Linked DNA regions of Mus musculus: region 1 is linked to region 2. A link is a contact called in public HiChIP or PLAC-seq data. All regions are on one chromosome and are shown on one strand. Each heading gives the region's core, a stretch centred on a gene start, on an enhancer-like site or on the middle of the called end of the contact. The rest is flanking DNA. Distances are from core to core; before and after follow the strand shown.

Evidence for each region. HiChIP or PLAC-seq counts read pairs in DNA pulled down with a chosen protein or histone mark.
Region 1: an H3K4me3 HiChIP or PLAC-seq map of neural tube shows a contact between it and region 2, with 2.6 times the contacts expected there. The contact joins the enhancer-like site here to the promoter of Glra1 in region 2. A contact is called at or near these places in 4 of 484 Hi-C or Micro-C datasets (embryonic fibroblasts and embryonic stem cells), 7 of 115 datasets of contacts at active chromatin or transcription factors (differentiating embryonic stem cells, embryonic hindbrain, embryonic stem cells and 1 more) and 2 of 9 other capture datasets (adipose tissue and embryonic stem cells).

The regions. Positions count from the first base shown.
Region 1 is chr11:55,682,975-55,689,191 of GRCm38.p6, forward strand. No RefSeq gene overlaps it. Among named protein-coding and RNA genes, the nearest start is that of Glra1, 78 kb to the left of the region's middle. Within about 2 kb of position 2,252, at least 11 of the 459 cell types and tissues checked have an H3K27ac peak or open chromatin away from gene starts, as enhancers often do. A contact at or near this core is called in neural tube, where this site is marked.
Region 2 is chr11:55,606,096-55,612,166 of GRCm38.p6, forward strand. It overlaps Glra1 (glycine receptor, alpha 1 subunit), which reads right to left and starts at 2,103. Exons shown (of 9, transcript NM_020492.4): 1 at 1,583-2,103. The coding sequence starts at 1,638. It overlaps Gm51862 (a long non-coding RNA gene), which reads left to right. Exons shown (of 3, transcript XR_003949554.1): 3 at 1-145.

The DNA of each region.
Region 1 (6,217 bases), core at 1,002-3,501, 77 kb after region 2:
CAGATCTGAGCCCAGGTGGGGGAAGCTGCTGCTGTGACAGTGAAGCTACTAAGGAAGTTGTGTGGAGGATCACAGTACTGCAGGGATGGAGAGCAACAGAGGGTTTCGTGAAGCTCCTCTCCTGCACAGGGAGAGGGGAGGTGCATCTTGTGCTTCCTGTGAGCCAAGTGCAGAAGTAGGGTGCAGGCTCACACATCCTAGTACACACAGAGCCCATCCCCCCTCTTTTTAAAATTCAGGTTTCCTGGGCCCAGGGAAGCCCGGAGTTCTAAGCCTATTTCTTGAAGAACCTCTTGATTGATAGAGATTGTGGAATTGTTCTCTGAAGAGTTAAGCAAGACAACAAATGGGATGGGGTTGGGGGGGAGGAGAGAGAGGGAGGGAGGGAGAGAGAGAGAGAGAGAGAGAGAGAGAGAGAGAGAGAGAGAGAGAGAGAGAGAGAGAAACCAGAGGACAACTTGGCTGCCATCCCATACCTACCTATTTTTTTGTTTTTTTGCTTTTTTTGTTTTTTTGTTTTTTTTTTTTTGGAACAAGGTTTTTCATTGGCCTGCGACTTCCCAATACTGATAGGGTATCTGTCCAGTAAGCTCCAGCCATCTTTCCATTTCTATCTCCATCTCTTGGCACTGGCATTTACAAGTGCATTCTACTGCACCTGGCTTTATTAGATGGGTTCTGGGCATTGAATTCAGCTCCTCAGGCTTGGAAGGCAAAGACTTTACTGGCTGAGTTATCTTCCTAGCCCTGAACTTACTTGTTAAAGACAGGCATATCTCTGGGATAGTAATGATCACAGAAGCATAACGCCACAGTCAAAGCTGACAGAGAGGAGGGGTGTTAGGGACTCAGGAACATGAGGGACACAAACAAGGTGAAAGGAGTAAGTATGAAGAAACACAGAATAAACAGAAACAATCCTCTCACTGTGTGTGAACATCAGTGTGTGAAAACTTGAATTTCTACACACAGTCTGCTCTCTGCACAGGCTGCCAGCCAGGGCTGACAGGAAGGATCATCTTTAACTATACTGCACTTAGGGGAGATTGAGTTTTCAAAGTCAGCTTTGATTAGGCACTGTGATCACCCTCTTCTGCAACTTTGAGTCTCAGCTCTGTATCTGAGATAGGTTTCTGCCACGTCTGAAAAGCCATCACTGTGAACTTAATAAAGGCCATGAAGACTCATGGTAAAGAGAGCCTTGGGAAGTCAGTCATACTTGAGAGAGAACTACATATCAAAGGGAATGACGAGCCCAAGGGATGGGCTATGGTGCAGAGAGATTTTGATTGTTGTGTTAAAGTGAAGAGAGGGTGTGAAATGGCAAAGAAAGATTAAAGCAGGGGTGAGGGTTGAGGGAGCTAACCTGGGAGATGGGATGGCGGCCCACCCTCTAAGCCCCAGCTCACAGCTTCCTCAGGGCAGCTGTACTAACACCCAGTCCCTAAGAAATCTTATCTGTCAGTCTCTGTCTCTAAAAGAAAGTAAAGGCTACCATTTGTGTCCAAGTCTGTCCTGCCTTTGCTTTGAGAACTGGCATCTATCTCATCATAGGCAGGGGTTGTTTTGATTTGCTTTGTTTTTAAATATATACTCCCATTTTCTCTGTTAAGTTTGTCATGAAAATCTGGTAACCTGTTTTGCAAGTTTGAGTCATCTTCTCGGCATTTCCTCAATGTCCTATCTGAAGCTCCTGTCCACTTACTGGGACAAGTAGTAAATACAGTCTCAGAGGGCTAGATATGAATTCTGACTTTTTACTAATAACATACTAGAGGTATTTGGGTAGAAATATCTTCTTTTGGTATGCATTTTTTTGTTGATGGCAAACTGGCTGATAACCCAAGATGGTTTACACAGGACATTTCCAACTCTCATTTCCGGAGGAGCCAATAGAGAGGGACTTGGAGACTTGGAGGCTGAGCAGCCAGGTTGGTGGGGCATCTCACCCTCTTCTTGAGTCTGAGTCAACTCTGAACTCTGAACTTCTCTCTAGCTGATAGTGGGAATTTCAAGGGCTCTGTGCCATCTGTCTGGTCCTCTCTTTGCTCCATGGAGTGGGAGGGAGTGGTTATACTTCCCTTCAGGGCCAGAGACTCCCAGAACCCCTGACCATGCTTGAATATTCATGCCCTTTCTTTTACCCTGCTTTGTCCCATCTTCCCAGCTGGCCTGTCTCCAGGGTCTGAGCCCCCAGCCTCTGCAGGAGGAGGTCAGATCCCATTACTGTCATGTGGTACAGCTTTCTATTGTTGACTCTTAGAGAAGAATAATGTGGGAGAGGCCGGAGGCAGGGAGAGGCTGGGGATGGGTACTCCATTTCCACCAAGACCCTTTTGGGAGGTGAAAGGAAGATTTGTGATGCCAAATGTCAACAGAAAGATGGATGGAGAGGCCCAGACTGTGAACTCTGTATTCAAAGTCGGGGTTATGGTAATGAACAGTGACCCTGGAGATGGAGCTGTTGGGGGTGGAGTCACCTCTTCTAACCGAGGTGGTTCCCAAGCTCCCTTCTATGACTCTCTGTCTCCTTGATGGATACCCTTTGTCCCTCAGCAGTCTGTCATTCTGTTTCCAGCACAGTTAGCCATTGATTGATTATCTGTATTCAGGGCGGGTCACCTGCTGGGGGAGTTTGTTCATCTTTACGCTCTGGATAAATAAACGATAGAAGAAGCAAAAGCAGTTTATTTGGGGCTTGGGGCTTAAAAATTATTACATTGGTGTGTGTGTGTGTGTGTGTGTGTGTGTGTGTGTGTATGTATGTATGTGTGTGTATGTGTAAGTCTGAGCACAACTTGTGAAAGTTGGTTTTCTTCTAGGCTCCCATTCAGGTCCTCACTCGGCTACAGATGTTTTCACCTGCTAAGCTGTTTAGCCAGCCTGGAAACCAACAGCATGCCTCATGAACATGAATACAAAAAAATCCTACAAACTCAGGCAGGTCTAAGCCAATGACATATAAAGGAGATAATATAGCAATATGACTCATTAGATGAACTCCACATCATATTCTGCATGGTCTCTCATATGGGGTTCCCTAGTCTGTAGCGTGTACATGTGCGTGTGTGTGTGTGTGTGTGTGTGTGTGTGTGTGTGTGTTGCCTGTGTGTAGTCATGTGTGTGGTGAATGGAACATACACTCCCCTTCTGTGTATGTGTGCCAAAGGACAGCCTCAGGTATTGTTCCTCAGGAACTGTCCAACTTGGATTATGAGACATGGTCTGTCACTGGCCTGGAACCTTCACGTAGGCTAGGCTGGCTGTCCAGTGAGTCCTAGGACCCTCTTGTCACCAACTTCCAGATCTGAGCTCAGAGTTGATTCAGACTCAAGAAGAGGATGAAATGCCTCACCAACCCGGTTGCTCAGCCTTCTCTCCCCAATCACCAAGTCCTTCTCCAAGGGCTCCTCCAGAGATGAGAGTTGGAAATGTCCTGTGTACACCATCTTGGGTTATCAGCCAGTTTACCATCAACAGAAAAATGCATACTGGTTCCCAGTTCTAGAGTGATAGGCAGACAGCACAAAGCCTGGCTTTTTAAGGCATATGTTCTGAGGCTCAAACTCAGCTCCTTGCCCTTGCAAGACAAGCATTTTAACTGCTGAGCCATCTCCTCAGCTCTGCCTTCTTATTTTGTATCTAGCTTAAGCCTCTGTCCTTTATCATTGACTAGAACATAGCTAGAATAGTCTAGACATTTCCCAAGAGTGTTTTGAATACTGGCCACTCCTCAGGAAAAGACTTGAGAATCAGAATCTGGGAGAATCTCACTTGTGGGAGACACCATCTGCATCTTAGTCTGATGGAGTTACAATATATACTGCATGTGAAAGGTTCTAGAAAGTTCTGTAGTGAAAAGCAGTTTGGTTTGGAGTCCTGTCCTCCCCTGAGCACAGGACACGTCTGTTTCTGTGTTTCTGTGTTTCATGCTCACTAAACCCTGCAGACATCAGTGTTTGCTCAGGACTTCCTTTGAGAAAACTTTCTGCCATCCAGGGGACTTTGACAAATACCAAACTCCAGGCCAAATAGACCCTGCAAGCACAGTGCAGAGGAGTTGACTTTCAGCCCAGCCTCTGTGCAGCTCGATGTGATTCTCACAAGCTTTGTGTGTCCTGTGCTTGCGATTGTAGTTTATAAATCAGCATCCAAGGTGTTGGTATTATTCTGGTATTTGAATGATGTGCATTAGTGGGTTCTCCTCCTCCATCTCCTGATCTTCCCTTGTGTCCTCCCTGGAATTTCTTTTCCTCTGTCATGTACCATGTACCCTTTAGCCCCCACACCATCCTTCCTCATTACTTGTTTTTACTCTTTCCTCATATTCACCTCCCCCACCCTAACCTGTTCCGTGCCTCTGCTCCCTCTCTCTGCTATCTCTCTATACCCTCAACTTTATCCTTTTGCTTTCATGTTACATATATGGGGTGTATTTTATTACTAGGGCTTATATTACCACCACCACCACCACCATCTCACACACATGCATGCACATGCATGCACATACACACACTGTGAGGAGCCGCCCTCACAGTCGCCGTTACAAGATGGCGCTGACATCCATTGCTCGTGGTGAAGTGTGCACAGGCGTCAGGGTAGCTTTCCATTACCTGAGCCCTGCCTCTCCCGTAGTGTCATCTGGGCTAATGGTGGGCAGCCAATCCGGGTGGTGCACGTCTCCAACCGTACTTCGCAGCCTATATAAGGGAAGGGTTTTCTGCTCTCTGGGTCTCCTCTCCTGAAGCTGATCATCTATCTCTCGAGATGTATTAAAGCTTTACTGCAGAAGGATCCGAGTGTCCTGCGTGCGTTCTTGCTGGCGAGACGGTAGCGTGGGTCACTACAGACTAAGGAACCACATATGAGAGGCCATGAAGAGTATTAAGTTGGGTTCATCTGCTTAGTCATGTTGATATATTATATCATATACATGTCATTGACTTAGACTTGCCAGAGTTTGTAGAACTTTTGTGTTCCTGTTCATGAGGCATACCATTGGCTTTCCATCCTGTGTGTCTTGATATTGACATGACTGTAAGGGTGACCTCACAGATAACAGAGGAATATCCCTCTTCTTCACTCTTCCAAGACTTTGTATGTAATTGATATATCAAGCCTCCCACAGAGTATTTTATTGAAGCCATCTAAACTTGAAACTTCCTTTGAAGTAGAGTTTCCATTTCTTTCCCCTCTTCTTATTTATCTGCTTACTTATTCTGAGAGGGAAAAGACTCTCTATGTAGCTGTGATGGTGACTTTCATCAGTCACCTTGACACAATCTAGAATACTTCAAGAAGAGTCTCCATGCGGGACTGTCTAGCCAGGTTGGCCATTGGGCTTGTCTATGGAGATTGTCTTTGTTGCCTTAGTTGATGTGGGATGGCCCGGCCTGAAAGCAGCTCTACCATTTCCTGAGTGTGGGCCCCAAGATGTTGAAGAGTGGAGGACAGCTGAGCACTAAGTGTGCATGTGCTCATTTTTCTCTGCTCTTGATTGTGCCTGTGATGAGCACAGCTGTTTTAAGTTTTCGACTTGACTTCCCTGCTATGGTGGAATGTGACCTGTCCCTGTGAGGTAAGACTGACCCTTCTGAGTGGCTTTTTCATTGGGATATTTTATCACAGACACAGAAGTGAAAGTAGAACAGTGTCCTGGCTGTGGAATTTATATCTCCCATGGTCTAAGACCTAAAGGTGTGTGACCTCAAGTGCATTTTGTGTCTGCTCTTTATTTTGATTGGTCTGACTGTTGGGTTATCATTTGTATTGGTCTTATTATGGCACCAACTCTAGACTTCTTCATTTTTATCCATTGTTTTCTGCTCTTGTCTCTATTTTCTAGTTCCAATGATGGAGGCCAAGATGAGACTTGTCTCTATTTCTGATATGGATATTTGGTGTTGCGTATTTTCCTCTAAGTATTGCCTTCGTGACAACCTGTCATTTGGACATGTTGTGTCTTCAGTCTTAAAGTACTTGCCATAACTTAAATGCATGGGGAATTTCCATGGGTCACGAAGAGGTAGATTAACCACTTCCCAGCTATTTAGATGTCTTGTAGTTCTAGTGGTTTTTCTCTCTTCTTTTCTTTTCTTTTCTTTTCTTTTCTTTTCTTTTCTTTTCTTTTCTTTTCTTTTCTTTTCTTTTTTTCTTTTCTCGTCTCTTCTCTTCTCTTCTCTTCTCTTCTCTTCTCTTCTCTTCTCTTCTCTTCTCT
Region 2 (6,071 bases), core at 853-3,352:
TGGAGCCTCACCCTTATCTGAGCGATTACAATGCAGACCTTTTAGACCGATTCTCCTTTTTTGGTGAAAGCTCATGTCTGGGAGAAGAAAATCAAGTATTGCATTAAGAAAAAAAGGAATGGGGGGTGCGTAGAGGACAAGACTCTTCTAGTCCTCCCACCTCATCCATCTTACGAAGTAGGTAAATCTCACAAGGCCTTGGAATGTTGGACTTAAAAAAATATTTGGCTATTTACAGTCTAAGCTGTGGTTGGGACAATGAGATGCTAAAAATTATTTTAAGAGGGCATTAAAAGCTTTAGCAGTGGGTAACCCTGGGAAGATGAACCTTCATCATCTCTAGAGGGAAAAAACGCAAAGAGAGGCTCAGTTTCAGAAATTGTCACTTGGGAGAGAAGGCCTCACTCCTACCACCAACCAATGGATCAGTCAAACCAGCAACTCTTTGCAGTGCAATAAAATCACGTTTACATTCTGTTTTACAATCAGAGAAGATCTTATTTGGTGGTCGTTTAGCTTTTAGAACAAGCGGAGTGGGTTTTTTTTTTCCAAATGCCTATTAACTCACCACAGTGGTAAAACATGAGAAGCAGACGCGCTAGAATGAGGAAGATTAACGATCTCTGCAGAGCTGGGAAGAATATTTCTCAATTCATATAGATGGAATTTATCATCATCTCCTCTGAAGACGGCATGATTTGCCCACTTTCGAAAGGCCTATCTGTTTCAATACTTCCTAAAGATGTAATTTTTCACTTTTCACTTGGACTAAGACAAGAATGCCAAGTCTGTAAGCAGAGAATTAGGAGTCAGTGGGTGGGCGTGGGGAGCCTAGTTATGGCAGCAGATATAGGCATCCATTCATAAAGAAGAACTGCCCTTTGGAGTAGCGGAGGGTCTGTTGTAACAGAGTTTGGAAAGAAGCGTGTATCAGGGAGGAGGGAGTCAAAGTTATAAAAGGAAAATATTTTCTAGCATCTATTATTAAATAGGCCTGATCTGCATTTAAGTTAGGGCTTTGTAAGCTGCGGTCATAACTGCGTTTTTTCCCAGCTCCAAACTACAGAAACCCCTGACCCCGAAGCAAAACAACAAAAAGAGAGACAGAATGCTGTTTTGTGCCCAGCCAGTCCAACTGCAACCTTCCGCGTCACCGCTAGTTGTCACTTCGCTCCCAGACGGGAGACCCGGGGTTTCCAGCACTGCGGTTTGAGAGAATGCGGTCCCAATTAAACTAAAAAACTCACAAAGCTTCCCCTTAAGTCCTCAGTCGAGTGAAGGGTAACGAGCAGAGGGGCTAGGGGGCTGGGGCCCCAATTTTGCGGGGAGTGCAGTAAGCAGACAGACTGCAAAGAACAGGCAAACCGCTGCCGGAGCAACCAGGAGCAGCCACTGTCTGGGACCTACACGCACCAGCCAGACACCCTGCGGGTGGGGGGTGGGGGAAGGAGAGGGATGGAAGGGCCTTCAGCACACAGCACCCCCTCCCCAATTGATGAAGCCGCGGCAGAGTCAGCCTCCCTACTCCTCCTGAACCCCTATTGCACCATAAGGATAGTGGTCAGTATAGAAAATCGCGTACCTGAAGAATACAATGGTCTCCCAAAGGTAGAATCGCAGAGTATTGAAGCTGTACATCTTCCAGATTCTAGTGCTGTAAAGTCCACGAGTTATGGGGGTGCAAAAATGTTTTCGATGGGCACTTACGAAGCCAGAGAGCGCCACTGGGGATAATAATCCAGATGTTTAAGGGGGCAGGGAGTAGAGGGACGAGGTGTCAGAGCCGGGGGAGAATTGCAGCCAGGCAGCTAAGGTACCGCGGACAGCGGCAGTCGTGCAGGTTCAGCACCACGGAGAGCGTCCAGCCCGGCTGCGGGCGGGAAGAGCGCGGCTGAAGCTCTACTCGCTGGAGGCTCCCTGCGGCGCTGGGAGGCACGTTTGGGGGTGGGTATATTTTCTTCTTTTCTTTCTTTCTTTACTCTTCTTCTTCTTTATTTTTACCCTTATTTTCCTGTCGAGATGGCCAGCTCCATGAAAGGAAGAAATCCGTGGGGATCAGAGCCCTGGCCTCAGACCCTTAGACCCGGCTGGCATCTTCTTTCTGGCCCTGGGCTGGCCCGAGGGGTTTTAGGGGTTGGGGGGGGGGGTGGAGCAGGTGACGGTGCTGGCTTCAGTTAGATGTCGGAGAGTGTGCCAGGCTGGCGCATCGCGACCGAGTCCCGGAATCTCGTTCCCCTGCCTCCGTTCCTGTCTGCTGCCGCCTTGCAGTCCGTGTTCTCTGGTCCCCGACGAATAAGTTGGGATCGCTGCAAGAAAGGTGTCCCATTGCTTGGGGCTGCAGGAGCAAGAGAGCCCACCACAACTTTCAGGGGCTGCTGGGGTCCATGGCTTCCCAGCAGGGCTCAAGAACCCAAGCTTTCACAGGCATCTCCAATTTCTAAGCTCGCCCATCTTCTTCTGGCCAGACTCCCTCAGATCTTCAGACTTTCTTACTGCATTAATTTAACAAACTGGCGGCGTAGAGGATGGTGGGGGCGAGGACCGACGGGAGGGGGTGGAGAGGGGAAAATGGGGGGAAAAACTCCTTAGAAGCTTCAAACCCTCCCACTCGGAGTGTTCATTGGCCCGCAGCTGCGAAAACCATATCTTCTCTCCAGGTTCGGCCAATTGCACGTTAGGCTCTGGCTTGAGTTTAACCCTTGGAGTGCTGGCAGAGACCAGCCTCATGCACTTCCCAGGCCTCAGGGTCTTTTCAGGTCTTCTGTCGCTCCAGAGAGGTCATGGAATTTATCTTTTAAGTCTTTCAAAATCCTTACCATGATTTTTTAAAAAATAGCTGTATGTAAGTAAAACACCATGAGCCTCAGTCCAGATGTGCTCAGGCAGACTCAGTTTATCATTTTTTTCATTAATTCGTTTATTCATTTTACATCCCAATTGCAGCCCCTCTTCTTCCTCTCCTCCAAGTCCCACTCTCACACCCCCTCCTCAGAGAAAGGAATGCCCCTTGTGGGTACCAGCTGGCCCTGACCTATCAAGTCACAGCAGGACTAAGAGCATCCTCTCCTACTGAGGCCAGATAAGGCAGCCCAGTTAGGGGAAGGCAGGGAATGGAGTCAGAGACAGTTCCTGCTGCTCCAATTGTTCAGGGATCCACATGGAACCAAGCTTCACATCTGCTACATGTGTTGAGGGCCTAGGACCAGCCCATGCATGCTCTTTGGTTGGTGGTTCAGTCTTTGTGAACCTCCACAGGCCCAGGTGAGTTGACTCTCTAGGTTTTCTTGTGGTGTCCTTGACTCCTCTGGCTCCCTCAAAATTTCCTTATAGTCTTCCACAGGACTTCCCAAGCTCTGCCTAATGTTTGACCGTGGAGAGCTGCTGCACCTGTTTCCATTTTAAAAGGGTCAATGGAACAAGGTCCCTCAATTTTGTTGAAGCACTGAAGGTATAATATTTGAGCCCAGAAGACTTAAAAAAAAAAAAAAAGGTCTGGTAGATAGAGTAAGTCTCTTTCCAGGATTACTGTGGTCGGGAAATTCAGGATTTTTTTTTTAAAGTTTCTAGGGTTAAGGGAGAGCTGACCTGCCTGACTCTTTTGAAAGAGATAGAAGATACACTCTTCCATTGGAACAGAGGACATTTGATTCACATCACACAGGCTGGAAAAACTGAGCTCCAAATTAATGGAGAAACCAAGGAGTGCATGCATGCATCTTTTTCCTACGGCACTCCTTCCCTAATTCTTCTTCACCTGCCTTTTTCTCTACCTTATCTGACTTTCAGAAATGAGATATACATTTCACAGTTGAGCCCATCTGGAGAGGTAGAGTTAATCAGATTTTCTCCCAGCTAGGGGACTTTAGTGGATTAATAGCCTCTGCAGGATTTTCTGGCCTGCTGGAACTCACTGGGGATTCTGGGGACTCTCCGTTCCAATGCTGCCTAGGGAAGACAGTCCTTCTATTTACCCAGCATATTCAGGAATTCCTTACTTGGGGCAATGGTTCTCTGTTCTCTGCAAGTTCAGGTCTTTTCCCAAGCAAAGCTTCCTTTCCCAGCTCAGGATGAGACTAGCAGAACTTCACTCTCTTGTACTGCAGAAGCAGGTGCCAGAAAGGACTCTTTCATGGCTTTCCTACACCAGGGATCTCCCCCCACCCCCTCTCTCCCTCTCTCTCTGTCTCATTATGTTGTCTTGTCTGGCGTAGAACTTAGTATTGGAGCTAGATATGTAGACCAACCTGGCCTTAAACTCACAGAGGTCTACCTGATTCTGCTCCCTGAATGCTGGGACCAAAACCATGCACTACCATGCCTAGCCTAATGAGTGTGTATACTCCCATGTGTATAATTTGTTTTTGATTTGTCTCCTACATTTATTCTAAGTGAACTTGGAAGAGTTTATTTGTATTTATATATTTCTGTTTGCAATTGATTTCTGTCCACATATATTTATGCTATTCATATATGCGTGTTTATGTCACATATATGTATCAATATGTGTCAATGTGTGTGGTGCCCCAGAGACATTAAAACAAGTAAGAAGTCAGCAACTGTATTCTTGCTTCATCTGGCTAGGAAACACTTGCATAGTTGGATATGAATACAATGTCTAGCATTTTCTGTTACTCTTTCCATGATGGAAGTGTGTGTCTGTGTGTGTGTATATGTGTGTGTGTTGCTGATGGTGAGTGTGAATATTTTCCACTTTGTGGCCTATACAAGAGAAGAGAGTGACTATGGCACAAAAGAGAGACAGTTGTGTTCTGCTTGCTATGAGGCAACACTCTCATTCAGTCCACACACGAATTGACTAAGTCCCAGGCATGGGATAAATGGTGGGTCTGAACTCCTGGGGTGTGCAGCTGCTTCTGAGACAAGTGAGCCAGGTAACTAAGGGGCTGCGTAGCTCATTCCTTTTTTCCAAAGAACCAACTCTTTGGTGGATTTTATGTATTATTATTTTTTATACTCAATTTCATTAATTTCTTCCCAAACATCAACTGCTGTGATGAGATGAAAATAATAATTTCAGTGTAGCCGAGGAAACAATCGGCAGAGGTGTCAGACAATCTATAGAACGGTAGAAAATCTTTACCATCTACACTCCAGACAAGAGGCTACTATCCAGAATTTACAAAGAATTGCAGAAAATAAATCCCAAGGAAATAAAACTACCAAACAACAGATAAATGAATAATTGACTAGGCAGTCTTCAAAAAAACAAAAACGAAACAAAACAAAAACCAACCCCCTTCCCCCTCGCAAATAGTCAATAACGGTTTTAAAAGTATTGAGTAGCCCTAACTGTCAGGGGAAGGGAAATTAAAACCACGTTGGTATACTCACCCCAGTCAGAATGGCTATCATCAACAAACCTGACAAGAAATGTTGGAAAGGAGAGAAAAGGACCCTTATTCACTCTTGTGACTTCTGGGGGATGTGAATTAATACAGCTACTGTGGAAATTATTTTACAGATTTCTCAAAAATTAAAAATAGAACTATCACATGACTCACCTATTTCACTCTTGGACATATACCCAGATAATTTTATACTCTGTCATAAAGACATTTGTACCCTGTGTTTATTGATTGTTTATTTACTATAGCAAAGAATTGGAATCAATCTATCTACCAAACAACAAATGAATGGATAATGAAAATTATATATATATAAATATATTTATGTACTATATATTTATAACATATCAAATGTGTATATAAAATGTATATATATAATGTATATTTTGAAAGTTGTTTACTGACTTTCCTGTGGGAGCTATACTTTGTATGTACCCACACACATGCACCTCTCCCATACAAAATAAAAGAAAAAATTGTAATACAATTAAAAAAAAAAAAAGAAGAGGGCGGCAAAATGGCTCAGCAGGTAAGAGTACTGACTGCTCTTCCAAATGTCCTGAGTTCAAATCCCAGCAACCACATAGTGGCTCACAACCACCCATAATGAGATCTGACACCCTCTTCTGGTGCTTCTGAAGTCAGCAACGGTGAACTTATGTTATGTATAATAATAAATAAATCTTTGGGCCAGAGCTAGCAGGG